Regions from separate parts of the Sus scrofa genome. Here region 1 is linked to region 2. Evidence: chromatin contacts called from public Hi-C data. All regions are on one chromosome and are shown on one strand. The core of a region is the stretch at or near the end of the contact, and the rest is flanking DNA. Distances in the headings are between cores, read along the strand shown. Region 1 overlaps SAMD12 (sterile alpha motif domain-containing protein 12). Region 2 overlaps COLEC10 (collectin-10).

Evidence for each region. Hi-C and Micro-C count contacts between places; a contact is called where the count stands out from the background.
Region 1: a contact with region 2 is called in a Hi-C map of fetal heart ventricle, with 2.4 times the contacts expected there. A contact is called at or near these places in 2 of 47 Hi-C or Micro-C datasets (embryonic fibroblasts and fetal heart ventricle).

The regions. Positions count from the first base shown.
Region 1 is chr4:20,321,558-20,324,493 of Sscrofa11.1, forward strand. All of the region lies in intron 2 of SAMD12 (sterile alpha motif domain-containing protein 12), which reads left to right. Among named protein-coding and RNA genes, the nearest start is that of SAMD12, 180 kb to the left of the region's middle.
Region 2 is chr4:20,046,584-20,049,677 of Sscrofa11.1, forward strand. All of the region lies in intron 4 of COLEC10 (collectin-10), which reads right to left. Among named protein-coding and RNA genes, the nearest start is that of COLEC10, 96 kb to the right of the region's middle.

The DNA of each region.
Region 1 (2,936 bases), core at 29-2,528, 270 kb after region 2:
TAAAGCGTAGTTTTCTTAGCAGAAATATTTTGTTTACCTTAAGAATTCTTTTCAGTTATATACAAATCAGAAATTACCATAAATATGGCTGAAATTATTGAGTAAAGGTAAATTATAATAGGAATTACTTGCAAAAAAAATAATTTGTAAACAGCTTTTCCCTCAAGAAAATAAAGTGTATTTTGCATAAAGTGAGGTCTCTGTAAAACGGAAAGTGAAGGCTTCTGAAATGCACATTCAGATTGTCTGTAGAAAGGCCAGGACCAATGTAGAAAGAAAATGCCTGGAATTCTGTTTGCTGTCACAGTGCCTAGGGGTTAAGATAACAAACTGCCTCTAGCCTGTCTCAGGCCAGCAGAACAAACCAAAATTGTCTCCAGGGATGGAAAGCCAGAGACTGGTGTAGCAGATCAGAGTGTGGAGAAAGACACAGCAACTGTTTTGTTTTAATTTTTTTATTAGTTTACTGTTTTTAATAAATAAGAAACCCTATCTGTTTTGTGAATGGTTATTTTGGTTTAGGCTTCTACTGTTGGGGGAAATAAAACATAGCATATTAAAAGAAAATTATGTCAAGTTGGGTGTAGAGAGAGGCAATGAGAGTCAGGTGGCAGAGGAAAGAAGGGCAGTTGAAATAACACTGGATCTATGAAGATTGAACAGCTCTGCGCCTCCCAGAGGGACCGTGTGATAAGTAGATTGATGTATGTTTCGGTTTGTTGTTCCAAATTGCACATAGAATGTTTAAGCTCCTTAAAGAAATCAGGTTATAGCATTCACTCCCCACTTGAGGTTGGGGGCATCTGATAGAGAAGGAGCAGAGGTTGACGTGGGCTGCTATCTGCAAAGAGAAGTTGAGGCAGAACAAATGAAAGTCTCCTCTGGGAGGAGAGAAAGCAGCCACAGACCAGGGCTACTGGAGGAGGATGGCTCTTCATAAATTAATGTGGAGCAAACTAGTAACAAGTTATTTTAAAGCCAAGGCTAAGCTTCTGTTAATAAATGGGGCAGATACTGTATCACTGTCTGAGCAAGAGACAAATGGGCTTATTAATGGTAAGAATCTGTATCCCGCCATTATATTTGTTACACCTGTTTACATGGAGACACATCTCTGTAGGTTCATGTGGTCTTAAAAAATCTCTGCCTGAAGCTTTGAGTTTATTGCTGTGCAAGCAAGTAACACCAGATTACTGCTGAGTAAGTACATTGTGAAGGGACAGCAAAGCACTTCCTGGAGTATTAGCCTCAGAACACCTGGATTTATAATAAAAGGAAATTCATAACACAGGCGTGCATAGTGGCTGGGGCTGGCAAGGATATGTTCTGAGTTGACGTGGTGTGTTTGGATTAATCTCCACCTGTATCTCCAGTTGACGAGTCTTGTCTTGGTGCTGAGGGTGCTCGGTTTGCCAAGAAATGAGCAAGTTCAAGAATGACCTTCCGGGAAGTCTAGGATATTGATGTATAAGCAACTTTATCTTCTTGCCTTTCCCTTCCTAATTTACAGCCTTCTGTGACTGGTTTATGGGAGTTTTCAAAAGATGTGATTAGCTTCACTTGCAGGAAACTTGCAGAGGTTTTCAGGGCAATGATGTGTCAGCTATGAACTCATTCAGCTAATCTGGAGGAAAATTTTTAGAGCAGGAAGGAGCCGGATTCAGACGTGCTGACTAGTGAAACACAGCGGTAAGTGCATTTCTAGCTCAAAGAGCCAAAACTCTGGTGTCTTAACCATGCAAGGGGAAGATGATGACAAGGCAAAGGAAAAAAAAAGAACAAAACATTCACTCATTTGCACCATCCATGTCAGAGGCCCTTCTTTCTCATCAGAATTAGGAAAATGGTTGTATGCAGCGGTTAAGGGCAAATGGCTGGTGGCCTGTGACCTGAGGATGTCGGGTACAAGAAAGAGGTGGGCAAGTTTTATTAGGAGCCATGTGAGCACAACGCATGGGGAAGGGGTACAGCAGCAAGGGGTGCACTTGAAACACGCTGCTAATTAAATAGTAAAAGCGAGTCTGTGAGCTCAGGCTTGGTGAGAATGGTTTCATTTCATTAATTCATTCACTATATAGAGCATTCATTGTGGCTATATAGCATCTATTAAGCCCAAGGCACTCTGGGGAGCACAGTTATAACTCTTCTATTCTCACTGAGTATGCCAGTTACTACGGTTGCAAAATAAATTACTCCAGCACTTAGTGGTGGGAGACAGCTATATATGATGCTGCTCGTGGACTATGTGGGTCAGGGATGCTCTGTCTCTGCATCATGGTGTCCAGGGTTGGGGGCAGGCATGTCTCAGCAGGAAGATATGAGTCCTGGTGGCTGGAATCATCTGAAGCTTGTTTACTCATTTGTCTGATGGTCGATAGGGTTGGTGATGGCTGTTAGCTGAGTCCATAAGTGAGGGGCGGGGTGTGGGGGGGAGTTGGCCAAAACTCCTGTACATGGTCTTTTCGTGTGGTCTGTGCTTCCTCTTTGTATGGTGGCTGAATTCCAAAGATGAGTGCAGGAGAGGGTGAGCCAGGCAGAAGCTCTGTCTCATATGTGATATGGTCTCAGAAGTCACATAAATAGCATCAATTGCACTGTATTCCACTGGCCAGGACCACCAGGAACCCTGCCAGAATTCAAGGGGGGGGGACATCAACCCCAATTTTCTGTGGAGGAATGACAGTTACAATGAATGAAAAGCAGATATGCATGTGCACATATAAAATCATCGGTGAAAAACAAAGTCTGCCACTCTTAAGAAAAAAAATGACCACAGCACAAAGTAGAAAGTGTTAAGTGTTGTTTATGATTATAAGCGATGGCCCAAAGAATCCTTTAGTTGGAGACATACTAAAAAAAAAATAATAATAATAACACCTGGGCACTATTTGCTAAACTTGGATCACCTGCATATCACTTCCACTATTTTTTTCTGT
Region 2 (3,094 bases), core at 393-2,892:
TTTTTTTTTCTCAAATTGGTGATGCCTTTGAGTAAAAGATTTAACTAAATACAATCAAAGTACAGATCATATTAAAGTTGATATTCTAAAACTGAGCAGAGAAAAAGTGGTGCATCAGACCATTCAAAAAACGGTCTTTGTTTTTTGTTGTTTTGGGGTTTTTTGTCTTTTCTAGGGCTCCCCCCACCCCCGGCACATGGAGGGTCCCAGGCTATGCCACAGCCACAGCCACAGCCACGCGGGATCCGAGCTGCGTCTGAGACCTACACCACAGCTCACGGCAACGCTGGATCCTTAACCCACTGAGCGAGGCCAGGGATCAAACCCGCAACTTCATGGTTCCCAGTCGGATTTGTTAACACTGAGCCACGAATGGGAACTCCCAAAAAACAGTCTTTGGATTCACACGACTCCAAACCATTCTACGGCTTGCCAACTACTGGGCCTGCACCAAGTTTCCCAGACTTTAGAGACTGTTCCCTTTTCTGTAAAATATAAATTATAGAGTGTTGTTGCTAGGATTAAATAAAATAATTCATATATAGTGTTTACTACAGTGCCAGGGAATAGAAAGAGCATTAACATAGAAGTCATTAATTACTCATTATTATTATTGTTGTTATGATAACTGGAATTATTAGTAATGACATTATAATTACTAATGGAACTATTAGTAATGACATTATATTAAGTAATACTAATAATTAATTAGTATTATTGATTGTAATTAAGCTGAAGAACTGAATGTGGTGCCAAGTGATTTTTATGAATATTTTTATTGAAAAGAATAATGTATGTGATTCTTTAAGAGGTCATATTAATGAAACTGGGGTTTAATGTAAAAATAACCTGATATTATCAACACATGACTTAGAGGCTATTAGATTTCCTAATATGAGAACTGTTACACAAATTTCAAGCCTAGGCTTCAGGCTAAGAAACAGTAACTGTAGGAATTTGAGTCGATGTCATTGCCAACATCCTACCTCTAGCTCTTTATTTTTCCATCACCCAGTTTCCTCTTCAAAACTAAAAAATATAATCAAAACATAATTCCACCTGCTAAGCATCCTCCCTTCAATTGATCTTGGCCACAGATGGAGGGGTTTTCGGCATGGCCCTTTAACGTGGGGCAACTCTGAGACTGCTGAGCTTCATCGCCAACACTCAGCACCTTTTTCACTCTACAAAGAAACCCGGCACTGATATTTGTTTAGAAAGCATTTTACCCAGGGCTCCACAAATTGCCTGATTCCCAAAAGTTCCAAAGCCTTCTTGATGTACTCATCCAGTGTGTCATGCGGGTTTTGACAAACACGTGGTCAGTTGATTTCAACTTCAGATAGTTCATCTCTCTCCAAGTTCCACTGCTATTTTGGCTTACTCCTATATTCTACTCAGAATCTTTACTTAGACATGTATCAGTCTGCTGACTGGAAACATCAAAGATTTATTTCTTTTCCATATTATATATCCATTGCAAGCCACCAAGAAATCTCAGCTTGTCTTAGTCATTCTGGGTCCCGAGGTGACGGAATAGGCACCATCACAAACGTTGCCAGCTGCTGGGGCGAAGGGGGAAGAGCTCTGCAGTGTCCTGCATCAGCAATTAAACCCTTGACTACCCCCCAAGTGGCACGCATCACTTCTTCTCATAACTCAGTGTCGTGAATGACCCCATGGCCCCCTCTAAGCACAGACGGCTTGGCAGTACTCACCCAGCCAGAAGAGAGTGAACCAGCCGGGGAAGCCCCAAACACTCACACACAAACTTTCTCTTTGATTCCAAACAGCAATGGCTTCCTTTGATTTGAAAAACTGTCACCTTGAGAAGGTTGTTTACTTATTTTCTGTGGAAAACTTTCGGTGGTTAAGTCACAGGACAAAATCGTTAGGCGAAAGGATTCCAACATCAGATAAGTGGAGAGCATATTGATTAAAAAGCTCAAGTGCAAGTAAATTTCAGTCTAGGAGAGTTTCTAAGAGCAAACTGCCACAGAAATCACACACACATGGAGACTTATAAACCCACGCCTCCCCTGCAATCAAGATGAAAATAAACACAGCCTGGAGTAACAGAGTCCTGAAAAGAACCAGCCCTATAGTTGTCAACAAAATGCCTCCTTCATTGGCAAAAACTAGATTTGACTGCTCAACTAATTTAGACAAGAGAGTTCTAATCATTGGCTTTGGAACATACGTGATTGTAGGAATAACAATATAATATGCCCTGAGAGTAACCATGAGCCAGAAATGTAGCTATGTACACTTAAATAAATTAGAAATAAATTATCTTAAAAATTCAGTTCCTCAGTCACACTAGCCACACTTCAAGTGTTCCATAAGCACATATAATTGGTGGGTATCATATAAGAATAGCACAGATATCTAACGTTCCCATCAGTACAGAAAGTTTTATTAGACGGGTCTGGTCTGAACCTTTCACTTTAGTATCTGGAAAGAGTTGACTGTTATTCATTTCCTAAAGCCATATTTTCAGAAGAGTAACCTCATTTCCAAGATCTTGGAGAACAAAATAGAATGTCCTGACTACCATAACCTAACAGTCCATCTCTGGGGCTGGAACACAAAGAGCTGGGCTTCTTTGATGGTATTGATTTGATATGCTTACACCCTAGCTGCAGAGGGTACCTACGTTAACACACACACACATGCACAAAAACCCAATTCAAATTCAAGGTTATTCAAGCTAGAAAAAGAAAGCCGAATTTCAGAAATCACACAGAACTTATTCCTAATAACCCTGTCCTTCGTAACTGCAGGATAAAATTTAGCCTAAAGAGAAATTGCTGTAAGGTTAGCTATATTTTTTAGTGGAAAAATATTATAGAAAATCTAGGTCAGGAGTCATAAGTAATATATGATGATTTATTTTAATTCTCTGTAACTCACTCAAATGCTGTCATAAAACGAAGAACATTTTATACTACTCAATAAAAATAAGGAAAGAGATGGATCAGCTTGGGTTGTGAGGACAAAAAGGAAGTGATGGGGAAATGCCCATTCTGCTCTTCCTTGGGTATGATTCTGATATCATCTCTGCCTTGTCACTCGAGATCCATGTGGATGGCGA